Linked DNA regions of Mus musculus: all the other regions are linked to region 1. Evidence: chromatin contacts called from public HiChIP or PLAC-seq, Micro-C and promoter capture Hi-C data. All regions are on one chromosome and are shown on one strand. Each heading gives the region's core, a stretch centred on a gene start, on an enhancer-like site or on the middle of the called end of the contact. The rest is flanking DNA. Distances are from core to core; before and after follow the strand shown.

Evidence for each region. Promoter capture Hi-C pulls out the DNA fragments that hold promoters and counts their contacts. A called contact is a pair of places that touch in the nucleus more often than the background predicts. HiChIP or PLAC-seq counts read pairs in DNA pulled down with a chosen protein or histone mark.
Region 2: a contact with region 1 is called in an H3K4me3 HiChIP or PLAC-seq map of forebrain, with 9 times the contacts expected there. The contact joins the enhancer-like site here to the promoter of Vcan in region 1. A contact is called at or near these places in 2 of 39 promoter capture datasets (the 3T3-L1 cell line and hippocampal neurons), 6 of 115 datasets of contacts at active chromatin or transcription factors (craniofacial prominence, embryonic basal ganglia, embryonic forebrain and 3 more) and 1 of 9 other capture datasets (liver).
Region 3: a contact with region 1 is called in an H3K4me3 HiChIP or PLAC-seq map of embryonic limb bud, with 8 times the contacts expected there. The contact joins the enhancer-like site here to the promoter of Vcan in region 1. A contact is called at or near these places in 6 of 39 promoter capture datasets (the C10 cell line, cranial neural crest, hippocampal neurons and 2 more), 4 of 484 Hi-C or Micro-C datasets (bone marrow-derived macrophages, nephron progenitors and uterus), 8 of 115 datasets of contacts at active chromatin or transcription factors (astrocytes, craniofacial prominence, embryonic forebrain and 5 more) and 3 of 9 other capture datasets (embryonic stem cells, liver and pancreatic islet).
Region 4: a contact with region 1 is called in a Micro-C map of palatal mesenchyme, with 2.1 times the contacts expected there. The contact joins the enhancer-like site here to the promoter of Vcan in region 1. A contact is called at or near these places in 9 of 39 promoter capture datasets (the 3T3-L1 cell line, the C10 cell line, cranial neural crest and 5 more), 5 of 484 Hi-C or Micro-C datasets (nephron progenitors, neural progenitor cells, palatal mesenchyme and 2 more), 14 of 115 datasets of contacts at active chromatin or transcription factors (astrocytes, cardiomyocytes, craniofacial prominence and 11 more) and 2 of 9 other capture datasets (adipose tissue and embryonic stem cells).
Region 5: a contact with region 1 is called in a promoter capture Hi-C map of cancer-associated fibroblasts, with 10 times the contacts expected there. The contact joins the enhancer-like site here to the promoter of Vcan in region 1. A contact is called at or near these places in 8 of 39 promoter capture datasets (the C10 cell line, cancer-associated fibroblasts, embryonic stem cells and 4 more), 4 of 484 Hi-C or Micro-C datasets (bone marrow-derived macrophages, cortical neurons and uterus) and 10 of 115 datasets of contacts at active chromatin or transcription factors (astrocytes, embryonic basal ganglia, embryonic fibroblasts and 6 more).
Region 6: an H3K4me3 HiChIP or PLAC-seq map of embryonic limb bud shows a contact between it and region 1, with 7 times the contacts expected there. The contact joins the enhancer-like site here to the promoter of Vcan in region 1. A contact is called at or near these places in 6 of 39 promoter capture datasets (the 3T3-L1 cell line, cranial neural crest, embryonic stem cells and 3 more), 7 of 484 Hi-C or Micro-C datasets (the BV-2 cell line, the C2C12 cell line, bone marrow-derived macrophages and 4 more), 14 of 115 datasets of contacts at active chromatin or transcription factors (bone marrow-derived macrophages, craniofacial prominence, embryonic basal ganglia and 11 more) and 3 of 9 other capture datasets (adipose tissue, embryonic stem cells and macrophages).
Region 7: a promoter capture Hi-C map of second pharyngeal arch cranial neural crest shows a contact between it and region 1, with 10 times the contacts expected there. The contact joins the enhancer-like site here to the promoter of Vcan in region 1. A contact is called at or near these places in 12 of 39 promoter capture datasets (the 3T3-L1 cell line, the C10 cell line, cancer-associated fibroblasts and 7 more), 1 of 15 datasets of contacts at CTCF or cohesin (the NIH/3T3 cell line), 4 of 484 Hi-C or Micro-C datasets (3T3-L1-derived adipocytes, Sertoli cells, cranial neural crest and 1 more), 10 of 115 datasets of contacts at active chromatin or transcription factors (cardiomyocytes, craniofacial prominence, embryonic basal ganglia and 7 more) and 3 of 9 other capture datasets (adipose tissue, embryonic stem cells and macrophages).

The regions. Positions count from the first base shown.
Region 1 is chr13:89,740,884-89,744,292 of GRCm38.p6, forward strand. Vcan (versican) reads right to left here and starts at 1,629. Exons shown (of 15, transcript NM_001081249.1): 1 at 1,190-1,629. All of the region lies in intron 1 of Gm4117 (a long non-coding RNA gene), which reads left to right.
Region 2 is chr13:90,702,663-90,706,071 of GRCm38.p6, forward strand. No RefSeq gene overlaps it. Among named protein-coding and RNA genes, the nearest start is that of Gm35111, 160 kb to the left of the region's middle. Within about 2 kb of position 1,574, at least 2 of the 459 cell types and tissues checked have an H3K27ac peak or open chromatin away from gene starts, as enhancers often do.
Region 3 is chr13:90,677,861-90,681,269 of GRCm38.p6, forward strand. No RefSeq gene overlaps it. Among named protein-coding and RNA genes, the nearest start is that of Gm35111, 130 kb to the left of the region's middle. Within about 2 kb of position 1,816, at least 5 of the 459 cell types and tissues checked have an H3K27ac peak or open chromatin away from gene starts, as enhancers often do. A contact at or near this core is called in embryonic limb bud, where this site is marked.
Region 4 is chr13:90,642,553-90,645,961 of GRCm38.p6, forward strand. No RefSeq gene overlaps it. Among named protein-coding and RNA genes, the nearest start is that of Gm35111, 95 kb to the left of the region's middle. Within about 2 kb of position 1,504, at least 46 of the 459 cell types and tissues checked have an H3K27ac peak or open chromatin away from gene starts, as enhancers often do. A contact at or near this core is called in embryonic basal ganglia, neural progenitor cells, palatal mesenchyme and 2 more, where this site is marked.
Region 5 is chr13:90,558,409-90,561,817 of GRCm38.p6, forward strand. No RefSeq gene overlaps it. Among named protein-coding and RNA genes, the nearest start is that of Gm35111, 11 kb to the left of the region's middle. Within about 2 kb of position 1,798, at least 13 of the 459 cell types and tissues checked have an H3K27ac peak or open chromatin away from gene starts, as enhancers often do. A contact at or near this core is called in cancer-associated fibroblasts, where this site is marked.
Region 6 is chr13:90,489,473-90,492,881 of GRCm38.p6, forward strand. The region is part of intron 2 of Gm35111 (a long non-coding RNA gene); the gene reads right to left. Among named protein-coding and RNA genes, the nearest start is that of Gm35111, 58 kb to the right of the region's middle. Within about 2 kb of position 1,664, at least 10 of the 459 cell types and tissues checked have an H3K27ac peak or open chromatin away from gene starts, as enhancers often do. A contact at or near this core is called in craniofacial prominence, embryonic limb bud and neural tube, where this site is marked.
Region 7 is chr13:90,464,725-90,468,133 of GRCm38.p6, forward strand. Gm35111 (a long non-coding RNA gene) reads right to left here. Exons shown (of 4, transcript XR_382721.2): 4 at 2,026-2,599. Among named protein-coding and RNA genes, the nearest start is that of Gm35111, 83 kb to the right of the region's middle. Within about 2 kb of position 1,632, at least 4 of the 459 cell types and tissues checked have an H3K27ac peak or open chromatin away from gene starts, as enhancers often do. A contact at or near this core is called in craniofacial prominence and second pharyngeal arch cranial neural crest, where this site is marked.

The DNA of each region.
Region 1 (3,409 bases), core at 379-2,878:
AGACAACCGGGATGTCCCGGGTCTGCAGGCACTAGAGAAGTCTCTGCAATGCCCACGCCTACTCAGGGCAGTAGGACTTTCTCAGCCAGGGCGTCCCCGGGGAAACCCGGCACGCACTCTCCACAACCACTCCACCAGCCCGTAAAGTTGCTCAACTCAAGTGGAGAAATGGGAGCGGATGAAGATACAGAAGGGAACAGAGGACTGCTGTAATCCAGGCGAGAAGACTGCACCAATTGGTCCCCAACTCGAGTCTCCACGCCACCTTTGTCTGGAGAATCTATGGGTCCTGGTTTGCTAGTAAAGATTGGGGGACAAGCCTTCATTTCGTTTTCCAGAGCGAGGGGGGAGATACTGCACACCCCTCCAGTTCAGGGAAAGCTTTCCCGCCCAGGAGCCTCCCAGACCTCTACGGTGTTCCAACAACCCCACCCCCATCCAATGCGCCTTCCCGGCTGGCTCGGGAGCACCACGCGCAGGACAAAAGAACACAGGGGCAACGTGAGAGAGCTTTGACAGCCCTCAAGTCATCAAAGAAAAGCAGCCCCAGGACCCTACCCAACCCCTGCCAGATAGCCTCCCACATTGCCTGAGGGGTTGGGGGAAAGGGTCATGTCCGTGCAGGTCCTGGGCCGCTAAAGTATCCTGCTGCCTTGTCAGGAGCTGCCCAGAGGTGACTTTCCAGGAACCAAAGATACTGACCACACACACGGAGCCAGGAAACCAGGTGGTCTGCCCTAAGGTGGTTTCAGGGGCTTGCATTTGGGCAAGTTTGGGGACTCTCCATTCAAACTTTTGCCTCGACCACTTTAAAGAGAACAAAATCAAGGTGTGAGGAGTCCATTCCATTCCTCCAACTCAAGATAGCAGGACTTTTCTAGGATTTCGCTACAAAATCCCTTCCCCCTATTCGGTTTGTCCTTTTCCTCTACCCCACCCCGGACTTCTTTTGTCTAGCTCTTTTTCAGCACCAAGGTCTATCTGAATTCATCTCTTTAACAAGTTACCTTCATGTTTGAAAGTGCGCACATTTTTCTAACTTCGCCTTACAGCTAGTCCTCTTGGCTTTAATTAAAGCCCTCTTCCAATTACAATGTGAGTCTTTCCCCCTACTAAGCTGGACGGTTTTCTTTTCCCAACAAGTTTTCCCTCTTTCTTTTAAATGGGGGAACAAAAGAAAAGTGATTACCTTGAAAGGCGGCTTACTGCAGTTTTCGGGGTGGAAATTCACTGCTGAGCTGTGAGAAAGGGCTCCGCGTTGCCCCGGAAGATCACATAGGAAGCGCGGTGGCCTGGGGAAGGGTGCAGCGAGTGCGGGACAGAGCTGGAGAGGAGAGAGGATGCGCTGGTAGCGGCAGATCCTTGTCCCAGCGCTTGGCCACAGCACCTAATGCTCACAGCTGCTGCGCCCGCGCTCCTTGAGTTCTTCGCCCAGAAAGGCTCGGGGCAGCTCGCCTGCAAGTTCAAATGCGGGTTGTGACACCCACCGTCATTATATCACTGTACCGTCAGAGCCGAGGAGGAGACTCAGCGAGAAGGAGGAGGGAGAGGAGGAGGAGGGTTCATTCACAGGCTCCTGAAGAGCTCCGTAGCTCAGTCACTCCAAAGAGCCCAAGCTTGGAAACAGGCGGAGGGGCGGAAAGGAGCTCCCTCAGCCTGCGGTAGGGACCGCCTGCCTCCCTGGCCAGGCACTCCCACCTCTCAGCGTTTCTTCCTGATGAGAAGTACCAATCGGCTGGGGGTGGGGGGAATCCGTGCTCCTCATTCAACGACTCGGTACCACCTCGCTGTGCAGTCTCAAACAACTGCCTTCCCACCCATCCCCACCCCACCCCCTCTTCCCCGCCCTGGGCTGCTACTTCTGAATTAGGGGAAAGGAGTCCCCAGGCTCTGCTGCGGCCAGCAAGCACAGAGCAATTAAGTATGGTCAGTCCTTAGGAGCGGACGGGACTCTATAACATCAGCCAAGAACTTGCGTATAATGTGTTTAATGCGACCACGGAGCTTGCTCGTCCCATCAGAAGAGGTGTCAGGCTCAATGCTCCTGCCAACCTGAAAGAGATACTGAGAAAGTGAGATCCCAAGCCCCAGGGAGACGCAAAAGCTTTTCGTGACTGCTCTCCCTAGGGAACTGCCCAATGGGGAGCCCGCGGCATCAGGCCCTACACAAAGACCCTGGCAATAAAGGGTTGGACAGGAAATCCCCCCAAGCAATCCCTTGTCCCATTCAAAGAGAATCCTTTCTCTGACACAAATCCGCGTCTTTCCTTAAATGTATTTCGCTTCCTTCCTTCTTCCATACCTCTGTCTTTCACAGGATATCTTGCAGAATTTTCTGCCTAACTCAGATTTCTTTGACTTACCAGTCTTTCCATGTTGTCTGGAAATGGAATCTTTCACGTTCGCAATTTTTTTTTTCCCCTACTCAGGCTTATCCATCGATGTAAACAACATCAATATAGAGAAGCACACCCTTCACTGAATCACAAAAGACTCCATTAGGACCTTAAAGAGCAAAGGGTCAAACAGTTAATACAAAGGATTTCTGACCCTCACAAAAGGGCGACTTTGAATTTTCCGTTACGTTGAAGTCTAGTATGAGTTTCTAGAGAGAGGACAAAATAAGTTCGCAAGACATGTCGAAGTAACTCTCAGGGTACTGAAACAATTACAAACTTTTCCTCCTACACCAATATGGAAATATCCTTGTAATTATTGACTCTGAATGTTTTGCTTAGAGAATGACATCAAACACAGGGCTTCAGAAACGGTAGTGATTAACGCAGAGAGTTTGTCTTTACCCTGGATTTCTTTAATTAGATTGGCTGCCAACCACAGTTCTAAAGTTGTAACCTAGACCCTTCTGCATGTGGGCTCCTTTTCTAAGGTTTGTAGATTCAATATGATCATAGATCTTAAGTGATAAACATGTGGTAGGATTATCAGTACAATTTCATCCCCCGGTGTGTATTTCATGTGTCCTTTTACTTACACTCACTGTAGTGAGTGACTTAACTGTACTACGGGCCATTTCGAAATCAGTTTGGCTTACAGTGACTTATTTAACCTTTATGCGACGATTGTACTGCCATTACTAAAACTGAAATTTCATCCCATATATTGTGCAGAATGAGAGCCACATCTTGACATCAGACTTCAGTCACTGCATTTAACATGCCAACACAACCAGGTATGGAAAGAGACTCACCCCAAGCTTGCACAGACCAGAGATGCTTATCAGAACACAGCTCTTGAATCAATAGGAATTCATTCAGAAAGAAGAAAAATAAAATATAATGAATTTCCATTATTATTTATATTCCAGGCATTGGGGTAGATAGATTTTTTCTCTGAAACGCTTCAAGTTATTATCATTAATTTATTTCTTAAATTCAAGTGAACCTAGTTT
Region 2 (3,409 bases), core at 324-2,823, 960 kb after region 1:
AGGTTACATGCTGAGAATCACACTGGCAAGCAAATTCATTACTGTGAAACCACTGGAGACTGTATCTACACAAATCCGAATAATAGAGTTTACTACATAACCTGTTATACAGGATGACCTGGGCTACAAAACTGAACAACATGTTACTATATGAAACACTGTAGTCATCTGCAGCACAATGATATTCACATTCCTAAACACATTTAAATATAAGAAAGATGCAGTAAAAACATGAGATAATGGTATCTGACTCTTTCAGCTGCTTGTTGGGTCACTCGGAGGGCAGTCATAATAGATCCCTTTTTGTGAGCACTCCATAGCCTCTGTAATAGTGTCAGGCCCTGGGACCTCCCCTTGAGCTGAATCCCACTTTGGGCCTGTCTCTGAACCTTCTTCTCCCCAGGCTCCTCTCCATTTCCATCCCTGTAATTCTTTCAGACAGAAACAATTATGGATCAGACATGTGACTGTGGGATGGCAACCCACAAATGTCCTGTCTTCCCCCTAGAGGTGGGCTCCACAAGTTCCCTCTCCCCACTGTCACGCACCTCATCAAAGGTCCCTCCCTATGAGTCCTGGGAGTCTCTCCCCTCCCACATCTCTGGTGCATTCTGGGGGTCCTGCCAACCTCTTATTTCCTGAGGTTGCCTACTTACATTTCAACTAATGGACAGAAACATCTGACCCCTGTTGTTGAGTTGGGGAAGGCTGAAAGAAGCTGAGGGGAAGGACAATTCTGTAGGAAGACCAGCAGTCTTGGTCAATCGGAACCCCCAAGATCTTTCAAACCCTGGACCACCAAACAGACAGCATACATCAGCTGGTATGAGGCCCCTAACACCCATACAGTAGAGGAATTCCAGGTCTGTGTTCATTCAGAGATGAAGCATCTAACCCTCAAGAGACTGGAGGCCCCAGGGAGTTTAGAGGTCAGATGGAGTAGTGGGTAGGGGCATCCACATGGAGATGGGATGGGGTGGGGATGAGGTGTGGGATGTGGAGCAATCGGAAGGTGGATGTGGAGGGGTAGGGAATGAAATATGGAGTGTAAAACATGAATTACAAATAAAATTAAATTTAAAAAAATAAAATGAAATAAATATACTTTTAATAACAAAAAAAACATGAGATAATAGCAAGTTTCAAATCTGTTATATATTGTAAGAACAATGACCTATTGACTTAAAAAACATCATTGTTTGACACACCATTGTACCCTCCTTCTCTGTGAGAGTCAGGAGTTGAAGAGTCAATTTACACTAGGCAGTGGTGGTGCATGCCATTAATCCCAGCACTTGGGAGGCAGAGGCAGGCAGATTTCTGAGTTTGAGGTCAGCCTGGTCCACAAAGTGAGTTCCAGGACAGTCAGGGCTACACAGAGAAACCTTGTCTCAAAAAAAAAACAAAAAGAAGAAGAGGAGGAGGAGGAGGAGGAGCCAATTCACCATGGGCCACAATGGCATAGGAATCAGCATCAGAGGCATCTGGATGCTTGGGATCCAGCCTCTGGGCTCCTGCCTGCCTAAGATGAGCTAGATTCTTCAATAAATTAGAGAACCTTGAAATGTCAACACTTATACCCTACTCAATTAATGAGAAAATTGAGCCCAGAGGGATAAGGACATGGTTGCACAAGGCTAGTCAGTCAATTTAATGCCAAGAACAAAATGAGACATGATGTGCCAGGCCACCACATTCTGTTCCAAGTGCCCCGGACCATCTCAAACACTGACTGATGTCCAGAAAGAGAAGCTAAAAGACAGCCACCAGTCTATTAAATAAAAAAAAAAATAGTAGCTCTTTTCTTCTTTGTGAACTCTGGTTTTATTTTATAAAGGAAAATGTCCAGCATTAATACTAGAAACCAAATAGTAAAGTGATATACATGAAGCCTACTTGTTCCGGACAACACACACACACACACACACACACACACACACACACACACACACACACATGATTTGAAAGCTTGGGCAAAGCTAATTACCATGGAAAGATGAAGAACCTATTCATTTAATTTCAAGAAGTAAAACCCAGCCACTCAGGTCTCTTAGTGCCAGTCACTGTTGCAATCTTATCTAAACCTATGAAATACATAATTAGATTCTAATCAGTTGTATTTGGATGGTCTCCCACTTGTAAAAGTCTAGCAAATTATTATTCACAATTAAACTTTATTAAATACCAACTTTCCAATTAAGGTTACAAATTATAAGCCATAGTGTGTGGCTGCTTGTGCTTTATAGGCCATTAGTAGCAGTTTTACCTGCCTCGTGAGCATCAAAGTCAACTGACCCTGGAGATCTTCAAAGTACAATCATAATCAAGTCTGATAAATGGCTTTGAGGTCTTCCTATATTTATAGCTGAAACCTTTTAAACAATGCCATATTAATAGATTTTAAATGTGTTTTATTCACTCTACATTTTTCTGAGTAGTAAATAGCGTAAGAAATGGGAAACAGTATAATGGAGTTCTTAGAAATATGCATGGAGGTCTGAATACCCATAGCGTGTATAATCTGCCCTTTCTTGCCACTTGTGTCTGCTCTATGTCCACTTGTTTTTCTTTCCTTCATTTCAGACTGTTCAACAATCCAATGAAGGAGCTGGACCAGATGACCTCAAATTCACCCAAGAATATCAGCTTCTAGAACTGGACTTTCTTTCTCTCCAAAGCTGTAATGTGGCCTTTGAGTTTTTCACCACTGTGCTTCTTGTCAGAAAATTAGTGTATAGTGTCAGAGGCAGAGTGTGCTTACAGTGATAAAACTGGTCAGTTATGGTGTCTGAAGTCTGTTTCTACAGGGTGGTCTTTGAATTCTGAATTCAGAAGCTATGCTTAAAATGGTCCATTTTTATTCACTTGATTTTCTCTTCAACTTCCTTCTTGCTCTCTCTTACTCGCTCTCACTTCTGCTCTGTCATTCTTTCTGTTTTGCTTTATTCTTACAAAACTCAGTTCATCCACTTGGATGTCTATGGGTCTATAAGAAGCTCATATGACCCTTGGTCAGTGCTTGCTGAACAACTTTGGAAGAAACTCATATTGATCTTCAAGCAATGTGCCTAGGACCAGAGCATTTTATTGAGATATTTATCTCAGCCTCCTGGACTGATGGAGAAAGATATGAGAAATGTGATCATCATTTGATTACCCTCCACATGTCCACAGTCTAATGTGAATGGAAACACATGAAACCTAACTAAATGTACAGCAACAAATTCTTGTTGAGCTAAACTGAACAACTTTTAGGAGGAATGGTAATGCCATGTCTGGTGTACTCCAACTGTGACTATAACGATAAGATACAGGACTGTTGACATTACACACAAAAAGGCAAAGCCAAGTTCAATGTTTAAGTAACAGGAAGTTACATGGAAGAGTAGAGTGTTCTTCTTAGGAAGAT
Region 3 (3,409 bases), core at 566-3,065, 940 kb after region 1:
GTCCAAGCTCGAGCTTGTAATAACGAGACCCTCATGGGATTACCTTGGAGTTGGCTCCTTGGTGGTCTTTTTGGGTTCATGAATACTTCCTGGTACAACATCTCCTCTCTTCATCCTTTGCTATGTCTCCCTACTTCATTTCAAATAGATGGTTCTCTTTTTCTTCAATTATTGTCATATATGTATATATGCTCTATGTTTCTTGCATACAAAATAATTACATTGAAATACAATTAAATGTATACAACAAAAATTTGGACTAAAAATTTTATAGAAATGTGTCAGACAGTTGATTATTATACGTATTGTAATCATTCTGAATTTTGAAATCTTCATAGAATCCATTAACTTTCAAAATGTTCATGAGAAAATATATAAATATAACCTTTTGAAACAATTTAGCCTTGTCCATATGTGTACATGTATGTGTGTGTATGTGTGTGTGTGTATATATATATATATATATATATATATATATATATATATGCCATCTCCTATGTTATATGCATCAGGATGGTAGGTTGATTGTTGTAAAATAATTAAAAAATGCTTGTGTTGTGTTTTGTGTTTCCCTAACCTTCACAACAGGAGTCATTTTTCTTAAAACAAAACCCTCAAATTGTATAAGCTGTAGATTAATAAAATCAGAATTCATGCCCATTTCTATATCATTTACATTCCCCTCTATATCACCCCAGCATCAATCATAAAATTGACCAGGGACTGGTTTTCATAAATAGAACTACCTTATAAGGGACATGAAGTACCAGTCAACAGCAGAAGATCAAGACACACACACACACACACACACACACACACACACACACACACACAACCAGGTAAGTTTTTGTTTCTCATGAGTTCTCCATCAAACACATTATACTGTCCCTCCTTCCTGGCCTTCAACCATTGTACTTTCCTTTTCTGCCATGCTCTCTTCTCACATTTGTGGTCATTTCCTTGGCTTTAACCATTTGTTCTCTTTTGTTTTCACTGATACATCCCTTTCTTAACACCTTTACCTCTACTTCCACTCTACACTGACCTAGGAAACTGTGAAGTCTCATTTAGAAACCAAAAGACAAAGTGTATTAAGAAATAACCTTTTGGGGTAGAAATGCCTTGGACTTCCATGAAATACATAAAATACTAGGTGAAAAGATGCTGAGGAAAGATGGAGATAAGGATGTAGATAGAAGGGATGAGAGAGGGGGGTGGATAAGAAGTACAATTGTGCTTCAAAACTGGAGTTTTGACCTTTTAATAACAATCTGAAATCATTTGAGGGATCACTGATACTCTCAGTCATATAAGTGATCTGAAACTTTAAAATCCTGTACCCTATTTCTAATCATTCCATGAGAGAGCCTATCCAAAGAATAGGAAAGGCTTTCTTGGACAGGACTATAATCTTGCATCAACCTGGAGCAATCCCCACCTATTTGATTACCCTCGGGCACAGCAATAGTTATTATAAAACCCTGTCTCCTGTTCTGCCCTTTAAAAAAAAAAAATAGCTTAACACCTCCGGCAATAAAAGTTCACATGCTTCAGAGATAATAAAGAGGGTTATAGCTTCTTCATTGCCTACAGAGTGCCTGAGGAGGTTTTATGCAAGATCAACTAATGTAGACTTGAAAATTATTATCAAAGAATCCCTTCCTGTCTCTAATTTTCTCTTTTTTCAAATATTTCCTAGCTGCTCTGAACCTTTAAAGTTTCTTTTTGTAACAAACTGTGATTTGGGGTTAGCTCTCTTTCACTATGTAAACGTGCACAGTGGAACCGAGAGAAAGGGGGCATTCACAGCTTGTTGTATATTTTATTAAACCAATTAAAGAATTTATGGAAAGAAGAAATCAAGTTAACAACCACAGCAAAGCAAAGGAAAACAAAGTATTTTGTACGGGAGCCAACTTCTGCCCTGTTTCACAGGTGCCCCACAAACGTGATGTCATTTTGATTGAGGCACCCTCTCTCCCACAAAGACAAATGAAAGAACTCCTTTGAAAATAACCCCTGCATTTCACACAGGTGGTCACATCTAAAATAAACCTCCAGACTGAACCTCAGAACGCATTTTCTAAAAGAATGTTCTGTTAGGGCGCCCAAAGAGCTTTTTGAAAAAAGAAGAAGAAAGAAACTGATTCCGAATGTGCAGGGTGCTCTTTTGAAGAAAATAAAGAATATGCTTTTCCACTCTGGTTCCAGTGAAAGCCATATTTCTCAGCTCGTGGTTTTACAGTCTAATTACAGAACATGAATAAACCTTTGCTTGACTTCTTTAAAATTGATTTACAATGCATTTTAAATGCAAAAGAAGAAATGGCTTATGTCCAGACGCAGCTTGAAGGGATATGATTTGGTGCAGGACTGTGTATCTTCCCTTTGCTTTGTACGTCTTGATTTTCTGTATTTCTTTTGATGATTCGGACTCAGTCGTGGCCCTCCTGACTAGGCAGTCAATGGGTTCAAATATTGTATCTGCAAAAACTCAGTGAGCCTGGAATAAGGCTCCTGTACTTGGTCTTCCAGCCTTGCGAGTAATTACAAAATAAAGAAGAAAAATATGGGTCACCACTACATTTTGTTGCGTTGTTTTCCTAGTGTACCAAAATCCACTTTGGCTGTATTCAATCCACATTAGAATGCTACAGCCTGTATGCCTAAGCACTGTGCTTTCAGTGCTCTTCCACTGTCCACTGTCTGAGTCAGACATGTTTCCAAAGAGATGTCCTGGCTTCCACACTTTTAATTAGTGATTCTACAGTCTCTGGCTTTTTTTTTAAAGGTTTATTTTTGTTTTTAATTATGTGCATTATGTGTCTTGTACGAGTATGGGCAATGCGAGTGTTGGTGCCCACAGAGGCCAGAAGTAACTAGAGTTAATGATGGTTTTTAGCTACTCAGCATGGTGCTGGAATCAAACTCAAGTCTTCTGCAAGAGCAGTACACACTCTTAATAGCTCAGACATCGTCCATGTTCCCAGCCTTTAAAATAAATCTTTTTTCAAACGATCGTTTGGGCTTAGAGATCCCAATAAATAACAAAACATACATGTTTTCCCTTGGTCTGTATTTCTATAAATTTTAATTTATAAATCAGTACAGTAAGATATGGGCAAGAACTAGCAATAAAATATAACAATGAAACAATATACCAATAAGAATGTGGAAAACAACGAGAAAGGTTCATCCAATCCCTTTATCCATGTAGTTACTATGTTCTTATTATTTTAAATTCTGGGACATAAAATGAGCTAATGTATTTCTTCCATTCCAAGTCATCCTTAAGGAAAGGACCAACAATTGCAATTTTGTCATTGTTAGCTTTGATCCATGGATTCTCATTTAGGAGTTTCTAGTATCTGCTGAAAGTGAGCAACACAACTCCAAAATTCCATGGCTG
Region 4 (3,409 bases), core at 254-2,753, 900 kb after region 1:
GAAAGGCCATGGGCCAGAAACAATGGGGCAGACAGAGAAGGATGGGTAGTATTAGACAGGGAACACCGGGAACTGTTCTTACTGAAAGCCTAGTCTATTGTGGCTTAAGCTGGGACTTCAGTCCATGTTGAGGACTCTCTCTCTCTCTCTCTCTCTCTCTCTCTCTCTCTCTCTCTTCCTTCCTCCCTCCCTCTCTCTCATGCTCCCTGTTCATAAACTACACAAATGAAGACTTGATTTCCACATTGAGGGTGACGGCTAGCCTGTGTGGTCAGAAAGCATGAAACACACACAGCTTTAAACCAAAATGACCCCTCCTGGAGTGTAATAACTCTTCTACCTCAGCAGCAAGAAAAATCTTACTGTACCACAAAAAATCAGGAAAAACCACAGCCACCCAAAAACTGTTAAGGGACAAATAAAAACACAAGAAGTAGTGATTCTCTCAGAGTTACTTAAGCCCCTTCTGGATCCTCCCCTGCATGATTCCCACTCATTCTTAGAAAAGGTAGAGACTCCATTCTTGAAATTGAGCTATATGACACTCTTCACATTTTGGAAACAATAGGTTGTACAGAAAGATTGTTATTGGCATTGGCTGTATTTGAAATCTTAAACGTCCATGCTGGGAGAGTTCTTGTGAGCTGGTTATGGGCCAGTTGTCTCCCCAGTCTTTATTACAAGTAATTAGCGATGAGCCAGTCTTTCTGTAAGCCTTTTCACTGGAAAAGTCACCAGTTTGGATGTGTATGCTCCTTTCTTTCTGACAGCAGCTTTCAAAGCAAAGCAGAGTACCAGTAACCATAGCAACAAGCAAAACACGGAAAGGCTGTCAGTTAATTCAATAAATCTCTTGAACACACAAACAGCTGATAATGTCTAATTGACTGAACAGATAGTGAATAGCTGACAGTTCCGGGAATTACACTAGGTATTTATTTTGATCTATTTAATTTAAAATTGGAACAATATTTTATTTTATTATACAGTAAGTTTATATAAATTTTAATGGTTGGTTTCATTACATGCTTTTTTTAAGATGGCAATTCAAAAACTTTTATCACATGTATATTATGAAGTTATTTTCCATTTTTACAAAGCACAGCAGAAAAGACTTTAAATGCAATAAACACGGAAAGTCAATAGACCATCACATTGTTTTTGAAAGAGCCTTTCCAGCAATAAGCAACCTGTGATGAAGCATTGTCTCTCACCTTCTAGATCTGTGAGCTTAGGTAAACGATTTGCTAAGCCTCGGTGAAACCATCTATTGAATAAAATTGAATTATCTGAGCTCTTCGGGTTGTTGTGAGCATTAATAAAAACAGAAAAAGCCTCACAGTTAACAGAATACTTGGTCCATAGGCTGTTCTCAGTCATTGTTTCCTCTTTCTTCTGCAACTTGGCATCAGCTAGCTAATCTGCACTTTCCATAAAGAGCTCACAAAACCCAGCTCTGGAGCCAGACTGCCCATCAGAAACTAGTTGTCATAGAGATTGTTAAAGGGCACATGGCTCTTTTTGTTGATCAAAGTCCAAAGTACAGAATCAAAGTTGTCAACACAGAAGAGCTCCAGCCAGGGACTTTAATGAATGCATTTCAGAACACTGTTAATTCTAATTTTATGTAAAGGGAGGGCTCATGATTGACTCATAGAATACTAGCCCAACAATAAATCTTAGACTAGTCAAAGCCTAACACTTAGCCCTGAAAACTACCCATTTGCTATTACTTTATTTAAAAATTAAAATAAATCTTCATCAAAACACACACACATACACACACACACACACACACACACACACACACACTCACACTCACACACACAGTGAGTTGTTAATGATTTTCTTGGCATTCACCCAAATGGGGGAAAATGTAGGCCTAAATCTGGGAAGTCCTGCTGAGTGGTTTTTCTAACAGAAGATTCTCCCATGCAGATTTCTTCACTGACTCTTCTAGGTATAAGCCAGAGGCAACATGAAAACCCTACCATTGACTTGTCAAAGCATCTGCACTCTTGATTATCATGATGTCACATCTTCTTAATCAAAGAAATAAATGCCCTAAAGCAGAGCTTGGATCCCAGTATGGTGGGCAAGGCACCTTGATAAGTATGCCCTTTAGGTAACAGTGTCTAAAGGACAAAATTCACTGGAATTCTTATTTCCTCTGGCCACCTTAGAGCAAAGATTCCTTTGAATAAATGAAATAAACAACTTTTTTCACATTCTACCCAGAAACTAGTAGAAGTTTATTTTCTTGGCAGGTTAGACTTCAACTTACTGACCAGAGAACAAAGAATTAAAAGATATACTGCTGAAGACAATGGAAAGCATCATGGCCACCCTGACTTAATACAACAACCCACAGCCAATGGACTTTGCCATGTAACACTAAAATTTCAACAAAGAGAATTTCCCCAGGCACAGATCTTCTCTTGCTGTGGTTGCTATTTACAGAGCAATCAACTATGATAGGTCTTCTAACCCTTTGGGGACAGCCATAGTGCATTTGAGCTCTCTATATTTTAAGACTTTACCTTAACTTTGCCTTCTGAATTGGCAAATACAAGTTGATTCACTTAGACCTTCAGCTTCAATATGGTTGATTCGAGATTTTATCCTAAGGTGCCGTATTCCCTGCCTTCCTCAGTTCCCTCCGCAAGAATAACTCTGTCTCCTGATAGAGAACATGTTCTCCCATCCCTTCTGTACAAATCTTCTAGGAGTCCTGCAACTGTCATCCAATAGAATATATTGCAGAATTCCATGCTCCTTCTTAATGATAGAAACTGACATTTCTTCCAGCGAGAACCTTGGAGATATACTCTTTATGCATCTAAATTATACAAAGTTAGACATAAAGTTCAGGAATTGAGTTTGCAGATGAGACTTTAACTAAGAACAATCTTTCTTGCCTTCCACCCCATGAGAAATTTCCCCAGAGTTATAATAGGCAGATATGATTTTCCCTTAAGTGCGATTAAAGTACTTAAAAATACATATTTTGGAACTAACGCGGCTTCTAAATACATGCCAATATCTTCATCTGCTGCTCATCTGCTTGAAAGTCACAAGAAAAACTGGCTCTGTTTTGATTTCCAGTGAAGCATCATCCTTAAAACTTTCCAAGAATTCTTTTGTCTCTATGTGATTTTTCACTTACTTACTGTCTCCAAAGTCTAACCCTTTCCCCAGTATGTGACTTTGCTGCAGTCCACTTTTGAATGGGGTTTGATAATTCAGTGTGGTTTGTGTCTTAACTTGCTGTCTTGAAACAATCATAAAAGTAGCCAATTCGGGAAATGCATATTCTCCCTCCTCCGTGTTCTCTCTGAACTCCTATGAGCATAAGGAGGAAGCCACTTGACCAAGGATAAGACAGCGTGGAAAAAGACAGTGAGAAGGT
Region 5 (3,409 bases), core at 548-3,047, 820 kb after region 1:
CTTCTAAAGTCTTCCTTCATTATATAAAATTATTAAAGGAGGAACAAGCAAACAGCAATTTTATGAGAACTAAATTTTATAAAAACTAAAAATTAACACTGATAAAATCAATTTTCTTTTAACTCAATATCTTCTTCCTTTAGACAGAAACAATTCTCCATTAAAATTTTTGAAGATAGGTGGGTGGCCCCCTGTCTGAACTATATGCCATGTCTATCTACTGAAGGTGTCTCTTCAGACTCCATCTCCCCACTGTTGGGCACTTCTCCTAATGCCACCCCATTGAGTCCTGTAGCCTCTCACATCCCAGGTCTCCAGGACTTTCCAGAGGTTTCCCCCCAACTCCCAACCCACAACTCCCACTGTTGCATATTTGGATTCATTCTCCTGACCCTCTGAACTTCTCTTCTGTCTCCCTCAACACCGGATCCAGCCCCATTTCTTTCCCCTCTCCTCTGTACTCTTCTGACTCCCACCCAGATTTCTCTCTCCCTCTGCCTCCCATGATCATCTTGTTCTCCCTTCTAAGTGAGTCTGAGATAGCCACACTTGGGCCTTCCTTCTTGTTAAGCTTCCTACGGTCTATGAGTTGTTTCCTGGGTATTCTGATCATTTTGGTTAGTATCTACTTATCAGTGAGTACATACCAGGCATGACATTTTGGGTCCGGGTTGACACACTCAGAATGATATTTTCTAGTTCCATCTGTTTGTCTGCAAAATTCCTAATATCCTTATTTTAATAACTGAATAGTGTTTCATTGTGTACATGAACTATATTTTCTGTATCTATTCTTCATTTGAGGGACATCTGGGTTGTTTCCAGCTTCTGGCTATTACAAGTAAGACTGCTATGAACATAGTGGAAGCACATGCCCTTGTGGTATGGTGGAACATCTTTTGGATATTTTCTCAGAAGTGATGTAGCTGGGTCTTCAGGTAGAACTGCAGAGTGGTTGTATGAGTTTGCAATCCCACCAGCAATGGAGAAGTGTTCCTATGTTCTCCTATTTATATGATGTGCTGCACACTTGGATCAAAACATAGTAAGCAACATAAAATGTTTGCAAGGCATCTTCCTCAGATAAACCAATGCAAAACACCAACCAAATGTTTTTATTTAATTTCATGCTATGAGTTTGAGTCTTCATTAATCCTTTTGTTACATATCTTTAAACTATGAATAAAGGAACATCTGCTTTTTCTGCTGAATCAGAAATCTGGATGGCTATATCTAAACTCCAAGTGATTCAGAAAGTTGAGCCAGTTTCCAAAACATGACTCATTCCTACAGAACTTGTACATTGACAGCTTCTTCCAGAAAAACCCAGACAATGCCTACCTGGGCTTTGTCTCAAATTCAATTAATAATCCCCCCTCGCTCTCTGAAAAAGAGAGAAATCGTTTCATAACTAACCTTACAGAAATTCTATTAAGTATATTTTTAAAAAGAGAAGCATAATGTTCTTTTAGCATTTTCTAATTTAGAAATAAAATTGATTCTTACATAAAATCAGTGGCAGCATTTCTGACCATGATAAAGGAGGCCCCCAAATAAATGTAATTGTGGTTGAACTACATACTGCTCCCTCATTTCCTTCTTAATTTGAGGCTAAGGGAAAGCTCTTAATTCTCTCTTTCTCTCTATTCCTCCTGTTTTTGTCCCAAAACTAATGAGGGATGGAAAGAGAAAAGAAAATTGAGGTTTTCCAAACCAATCTGAAGAGGGTGTTCAAATTCTCTCTAAGCCTTTCACAGCCACTAGGGGCCTTCTGAAGAATTTAAGTACAAATAAACCATTTTCACATAGCAACAATTTTGCTGTGGAAACATAATGAGTCACAAAATAGCCTGTGGCTATGTATAAATTTGTCCTTATCTTTCTTTGTCTTTTGTCTAAAAGAAGCCAACTCTTAAAGGAAAAGATACTGAACATGGCTGTGAGCCATACACTCCCTTTTATAATAGCTGAACTTTATCCTTAAGGAGCAAAAATAGTCACAGACAATACAAAAGTAAATGTGTATCGGCTGTGTTCCAAGAAAACTTTATTTGTGAAAAGGATAGTCCTCTTCTCATCTAGAACAGGAAACATAGTGAGCTGCACATTGGGATAACATATCTGTGCTTCTTGACATCTTTTTCCATCCAATGGCTTCATTACCTCCCTTTGGCATACTAAAATCTCTACAACTATTGGAGATATCTTTGTGCCATATGTGGAAATAAAAAGAGCTGAGAAAAACTTCTGAGACATAAAACAATGGAAAATAATAAGGTTCTGTCTTTAGTGGTATCTCATTCAGGTTCTGCCAAACAATGTGTCTCCTATATTTTAGAAGTTTTAGAAATTTCCTGTATAATAGAAAGCTATTGCAAACTCAGACATAAACAAAAATGCCACATGGATTGTTGTCTCATGGAGAAAATGAGTAGCCATTTTATTTCTGAACTACATATATTTTTAAGCAAAATAGATATGTCTGATTCTTACTCAGCTTTCTGTCATATATTCATAAGGCGTAACACTGCCCTATACATCAGACCTGACATAAACAGGCTAAGATAGTGTTCAACAATCTTTCCCACTGTGCCTTGTGTAGAGGATTTGCAAGGTCATAACTGGAAGTGTTATACAAATTTTCCTCACAAGAGTACATTTCACTACTTAGGGCTTTTAGGAACATTCTATGAGGATTAAACACGAACAGCCACATCATTACAAAAGAAGAAGGGACAAATATAAATAAGTGATCATTAAACCATCATTTCCATTCAGCTTCCATGTTACACATGGAATGGTGAAAAAACATTTTTAAAAAGTGAAAAATAGCCCCTACATAGAATTTCTGAATGTCACCATTACTTCATCTCTTTGCATCCACTATTGCATTTTCTTTCAACTCCTTAAAAAAAAAAAAAAGGTCATTTTTTTCATTTTTTAACTGCACTTCAATGATGGAAATTTCTTGTGAATAAACACACACACATAAAAATATAAAATCAGTAACCATAAGATACAAGCAAATAGCCAGAAAGAAAACAAAAAAAAATGCTCAAACAAAGAAATATTAGACAAAAGTCTACAAAAAAAAAATACCATTGAGTTTGTTTGGTGCCATCCATATACTGTCGTGCACTGTGCCTGCCCTTAAGTATGGTGGATGTGGTTAATGTGTCCAGTAATATTCAATTGGAGAGGACTAATCTTTCCTTTACAGGCAGATGTCATTTAGAGACAGTTTCTTGGTTAGAGGTGGGAGCCAGTGTCCACTTGCCCCTTCCTCTCAGCACTTGGACTCTATCTGGCATGGCACGTGCAGGCCCTTGCTTGCTTTCACTGTCTGTGCCTCAGACCCCTTGTGTCTGGGAAACAATGCTTCCTTGAAGCCCGCTACCACCTCTAGCTC
Region 6 (3,409 bases), core at 414-2,913, 750 kb after region 1:
GCTCAGATGGGTTCCATAACTCACCATTGTGAATAGTGCTGCAATGAACATTGGCCTCTCCTCATCCCAGGTCTCTGATGTGTCCTAGACATTGCCTACCCCCAGCAGGTCTCCCTTTTCTTTCCCCTGTTCTCCCTATTTGATCTCCCCTCTCCATCTACTTTTCCACCACTTCCCTCCTTCCATCCAGTCTCTGATATCTAGTTTGTTTCCCCTTCTGAGAAAGATTCAAATACCCTCCCTTGTGTTGCGGGTCAGAACTTTGCACAATTGTCCTCTGAGAGACTCCACTCAGGAGCCAATCAAAAGAGATGCAGAGACTCACACCCAAACATGAGTTGGAGCTTGGGAAGAGTTTCTCCCAACTCTTACAGAAGAGTTGGGAGAAAGATTGAGGGGCCCAAAAAGGACAGGGACTCCACCAGAAGGCCAACAGACTAACCCGGACCTTTGGGGTTCCCAGAGACTGAATTACCAACCAAAGAACTAGCACAGACTGGACATAGACCCCCTGCAGAGCAGATGAGCAACTTGGTCTTCATGCAGTTCCCCCAAATAACTGAAGCAAGGGCTGTCTGTGAGCTTGTTACCTGTCTGCCTGCCTGCCAGCCTGCCAGCCTGCCTTCCTGCCTTCCTGCCTGCCTGCTTGCCAGCCTGCCTATGGATCCTGTGTCTTTAAATGGACAGCCTTATCTGGCCTCAGTGGGGAAGGATGTGCTTATCCTGCAGAGACTTGATCTATATGTGTGTGTGTGTGTGTGTGTGTGTGTGTGTGTATCTGTGTGTGTGTGTATCTGTGTGTGTGTGTGTGTTTGGAAGGGGTGTTGACACTCAGAGGTGGGGCTTCCCCTTCTGAAAAGAGAATGGGAAGGGGAATGGGGAGAGGGCTTCCATGAGGGGCTACAAGGGGGAGAGGAAGGGCTGATATTGGGTTGTAAAGGGAACAAATAAGTAAATTTTTAAAAATGTGAGATTCGAGCTTGTTGCTCCTGCAACTATACCTGCTTGCTGCCATATCTTCCTGTAGGGATGATTATACACCCTTCTATGGAACCACCAGCCCAGCGCCACTCCCCCCAAAATAAATTCCTTCCTTCTATGCCTTCTACATGGCATTTTATCACAGTTATAGAAACATTACTAATATGGCAATAAACTCATTACCTTTAAGTTAGTTATCATTAAATTTTTAAATGTTCAGTTAATTCTGGAGTTCCGTAAAAATAAGTTTGAAAATTGACTTCTCCACTTCTATATTTCACGAAGTTCACTGGAGGTCGGCAATTCCTTACTTAGTTTGAAAATATCACGGAGACTTTAGGGAGAAAGATCCCATGAGTTTTAAAGTAAAGATTCATTCTATTCACAGCAGCACATTATATTTAGCCACTAGTCCTGATAATTAGTAGGAAAATATCTGTCAATGAGTTTAAGTATCTTGTTGAAAGATCTTTTTATCTCCAAGATTTTCAATTAGGCAAGACCTCTGTTACAACAAAAAGCTGAATGTTTTCCAGCCAGCCCCTCAGGAAAGATACCATTTTTGGCTCTGAGAACCACTATGACAAAAAGTGACCTTTTTACCTTTCCTGACCCAGGCTTTCCCAGATGCAAGCCGGATGGTTTAAATTCAGAACACTATCAGCCTCATAAAGCATGAGACCTGTCTGACCAAAGCCGTCACCGTAATCTAACTGAGGAGGCTGCCACTGTGCAGCGGGCTCAGCCATTCCCCTGCCAAATAAATCATCACATCGGTCCTGTTTACTCTCCAGCTTCCAGTGATACTGAGTGGTGACCTTAAGTTATGTCTGTTCTGAGGAAAGGAAAATCATGGAGGAGAATAAATTATTACATAAACAAAGACTATATTATTTGGCACATATGTTATGGTTTACCCCCATTTCATCCTCTGAACAAGAGATTGTCTGCCTTCAACTTTTCCAGGCTTTTAAAAATCCCTCTTTATAGTCTGTGCAGTCAACTTAATGAGGACCACGTGAGGGGCATAAGAGAAATGATGTCATTTGTGCCCTCTCCCCCTTTCCCTTTCTAAGGGTAGGATCAGGTCTACCCTGAACAGTATAAAATCTGTGCACACAATCTCAGAATTATTAGAGTGAAAAATTGGTTGCTTAGAATACCAAATGTGTAAACATTTTACCAAGTGCATCTGTCTCTTGCATTTACTCCACATATAGCACCATGGTACTAGGCGTTATACTAAACATTACTATTTCACATATGCCTTCATGACAACATGTAATGACAGCACGGATTGTTCAGAGAACAAGGACCAGCCCTGCCTCATTAGAATACACCCAGAGGGTTGCTAGAACTAGGAAGGACAGTATGCTGGCCTACAAGAGTTGATTGTTAAATTTTCAAAATTTTTTGAGTACTTATTTAACCTTTTATTAAAATTTAAATAATGGAAATTTACAGTTAAGTAATCTATACATAAAAGACATCTAACAAATACTGCAATTTTATCCCTTTCTGACATTTTACTGTAGTCTCTTATTACTTATACCCTCGAAGCTATGTACAACAATTCTACCTCTTCGGTAGAAATCCTCCATAATTGTATTGTATTGGTCAACTCCTCCCCATTCCACCTTGATTGCTGTTACTTCGTGACTCAATGTTAGCATTCATTTCCATATTTACAATATGATGGAAATAAATGTTATTTATTTATAACATTTATTTATAAATATAAAGGACACAGTAGCTACATTTTACTAGACATCACAGTATACATATTAATATATTGACCACAAGTTTTAGTAATAACTGCAAATACAGAGAAAGTAATTGCATTACTAAAACTTCATGTTTTGAAGCATGGTAGAGACTAGAAATACCTTTAAGTTAAATTCATTCCTTCATTATTATAGAAATAAATATATTAAACTTTGGGATTTGATCTCTTGTGCTCTATGCACCATGTAGCCACGTGCATGTGCGTGCGCGTGCGCGCACACACACACACGTGCACACATATTTTACATGGTAGTAATGTGAGTAGAGGTTTTCATGGGTAAAGAAGGTTGTATGTCATCCTCTAGCTTTCCTACCCCAGATATGTTCCATAATATGTTCCAGAAACATATTAATAAAAATCTGGAAGAGATGGCCCTGGAAAGACCAAGTTGGCACTCTCACTGAGATCACTATACCATATCAAATACATGTACATTACTGCCCATGAAACAATGCACCATGACTTTTGGTAAAAAATTGTTCTTGACTTCAGCAGCATGTTGAGCTGGGACTTAGGACACCTAACACAACATGGAAATCAGGACAGGCCACAACAGGCAGAACAGTCGCTGACCAGCCCCCATTGGAGCTGCTCAGTAGTTCCAAAAGATGCATTGCATCAGGGAAAATGCAGGTGTGAGAA
Region 7 (3,409 bases), core at 382-2,881, 720 kb after region 1:
GACGCTGCTATGGATCAGAAAGAATGCTTTCTGCCTTTCAGCCATGTTACCCTGGAAAGCACTACTAAAATATCCATGAGCGTTCTTATAGAACTTGAGCTGACCTTTCTGAAAGTCCAATTTGAGGTTTCCCCAGAGCAAGTCATTGTTTGCACCCATTTCATAAGGATCACTGTTTTCAAGGGTTATAAATACAGCATGGGCCAATGGATCAGGGTATTCATGTGGAAATTCCTAGGTATCCTCCAGACTTGACACGGAGGGAGCTGGGAGTAGAAAGAGAAATACAATGTAGGCTTCAGACTGGACCATCTCCCCCAGTGCAGTTACACTGTAGCAGGGAACACTGAGGTCACTGAGTTCTCTATCAAGCCTCTCCTTCCAGCTTATTATCTAGGAGTATTTATGAAGGTAGGAGGCTCTGCATTTTATCTAATGGCATTTTGTCTTCATTTATAACATGTTGACCGTTTTCACTTGGATCCTTGTCTACAATCATGAAGAGAGAGCCTGTAGTAAGCTTATGCTGCTGGAGAAAGCATTCTTTGGGGAATTGTTATTTCTAACTTCAGTTTCCATAAAGTATTTAATGCTCCGAAGTGAGCACAGGCCTGAGATGTTGACCAAATGAAGAGGGATTCTTTAGTTTATAGACACGTCTCTGATCTCCAGCATAGACTCCTGTTAGTAAGTTGAATATTAGCCTGAGAAAGCACATGGATTATCCTAAATTCAATTGCATTTTGTTTCTGCCCTAGTTTTGGTAATTCCATTGCTACTTTGACACCCAGCACAGCAGTAGGTAAAGAAGTACAAAGTTCGTAAAAATATAAAAGCATACAAAGAGAATCCCAACGTATGATACCCTTTTATAACGGGCAAGTATGAAGACAATAAAATGGAATATATTTCTGTTACAGAAGTACTCATTACTTTTTATTTTCTTCTAAAAGCTTTTAACAAAACTTGATTAAAGATTAATTTGGGAGATATAGCAAGTATCTAATCAAAGTTAGATTAATATTTAGAAAATCATATGCTAGAGAAATCTTTTGGCAAAGTGAAAGGAAAGACGGCATAAAGACGTATGTTTCTTTCTTTCTCTCTCTCTCTCTCTCTCTCTCTCTCTCTCTCTCTCTCTCTCTCTCTCTCTCTCTCTCTCTTTCTTTCTTTCTTTCTTTCTTTCTTAACAAAATCCAGAATTGCACATCTCAGCCATATCAGAAACACTTCTTTTAAGAATGCTGTAAGGAAAAATGATCACGTGGAAGCAAAATTCAATACCTAGTTTGAAATGCATTTAATATGTTATAGGTGATATCAGAACAAAAGAATGAAGAAAACAGGGAAAGTTTCCTTTGAAGTGTTCTAAGAAAGATTAAAAAAAAAAGCCTCAGTACCTAGATCCATGACACATATCTCCCTCTCTTCCTCTTCCCTCCCCAGACAAACCAGCTCATGGTCCTCAGAATAATATTTCTCAGGGAGGCTCATAAGTGAAAACATCCGAACCATGGGAACCGGATCCCTAGTGCCAGCTTAACATTTCCAAAGGGCATTTAAAGACATCATTGTTTGTTCCCAGTGACTAGTTAATTGCATTTTGATTTGGTAATTGCAAACAGATCCCAGCCTCTCGGCGCTTCTACAAGCAGAACAATCTATAACACAGTGGAACCAGGGTTCCACTCATGAGTTCCCAGAGAGGGGCACGTGATATTCTCAAATGACTTTCTGCTGTTTGACTGCAAAGGTAAGACCTGGATTGATTTTTCTTTAACTAAGAATGATCATTACTTATTTGGCCTTTTGGGCAATTGCTCAGTGGTGATGGCAGAAATGAAAAAAATTTAAGCCAAGCCCACTTTCATATTATATCATTTCACATAATGCATTATTTACATTTTCCTGTATCTCAGATCTGGAAAAAGAAAGGATGCACACAGAAATGAAAGCATACTATTCTTGCATTTGGAAATACAGAGTATTTAGCATTTTGAAAACTATGAACTTTATTTAAGAGGGCAACTGTCATAACATTTGTAGCATCTTTCACAGTACAAATGATTAGTTGGATTAATAGGATTCTGAACAACATGGAATCAAAGAGAGAAGTAAATGAGGCTTTCTATACACAACCAGAAGCAGTGGACCACTGAGACCAGTCAGGAATATGGAAAAGTAGCATAGGCATTCTCCAGTTAACAAAAGCCAGCCCTAAAAGCCAACAAATACACACCACTACTTATTGCATAAATGTCAACAATGCACAAATACAGTCCATGATATTGAGGTCAGAATAGTAGTTGCTGATGGAGGTAGTAAGAGTCACATGGTGGACTAGAACATCATAGAAACTACGGGTTGGTCAGGGTAGTATGTACCCAGCTCTATACAAACACAAGAAAACCATCAGTCCACACAATGGTAACGAAACTGAACATGTGCATTTCATATTAATATTTTATCTCAATTAGACAATGAAAAATAAAACAAAGGAGTTAGCTTTCATTGGTTGCTCTTCTTTAGATCTTCTCTTGTGATCTTTGGCATGTCCCCATTTCTTCATTGTCTGTCTTCCACTATCTTCTCTTCATGTCTCAAAGAAAACAAATCAAGAAAAATGAAAAATCAGATGAATTTGTCAGTGAATGAGTGTTAATTCCAATATGCTTTTATTTCTTTAACAAATGAAAGAATAAAATTAGTCAACATTTAAACCCCCTAAAGCCTTGCATAATATCCTTATTTGATGACATCAAAATCATAAAATGAATATTCCTGCTTTATTGTTTTACAAAATAAAAAATTTTAAGTTTATTTAGAAAATTTAAATGACAACATTAGACCATAATTAGGGTAAAGCCTTATTTATGAGCAGAGTTATGATTCTAACTTAGGTGATCCATGAAAAATTGTTAAATAATTTTATTTTTATACTTTCAAAGGAAGCCTTACCTCAGTCGTGAACATATGCAAAAATGTTAGTATATGTGAGCTTAGCATCCATAGGAAATTACAGATAATGCATAATATCACAATTACAAAAAATAATTTCCAGCATCATATATTTTATTATACTTTCATCCATATAACATTTACATATAACTAACATTTATATAAATAATCTTTTTAACTTGATTGCTAAATGGTGTAATTGAAAGTTCTCTCACATAAGAACTCTCAGAGCATTCTAGATTCATTAGCCTCTTGAAGTTGAGGTTACTTCGCGTGGTCCCAAAAGCCTAAGCTTCATCCCAGCGGTACATAGTCTTTAATTGTTGTGGTCAGTTCTTCCAAAGTAGTGAGTTAAAAACGATTTCCTCCCAAATATTCTCAATTTCACCCGGTATCTTTAAATGTAACTCTGGCTGGAGAGATGGCTCAGCAGGTAAAGGCTCTTGCTGAC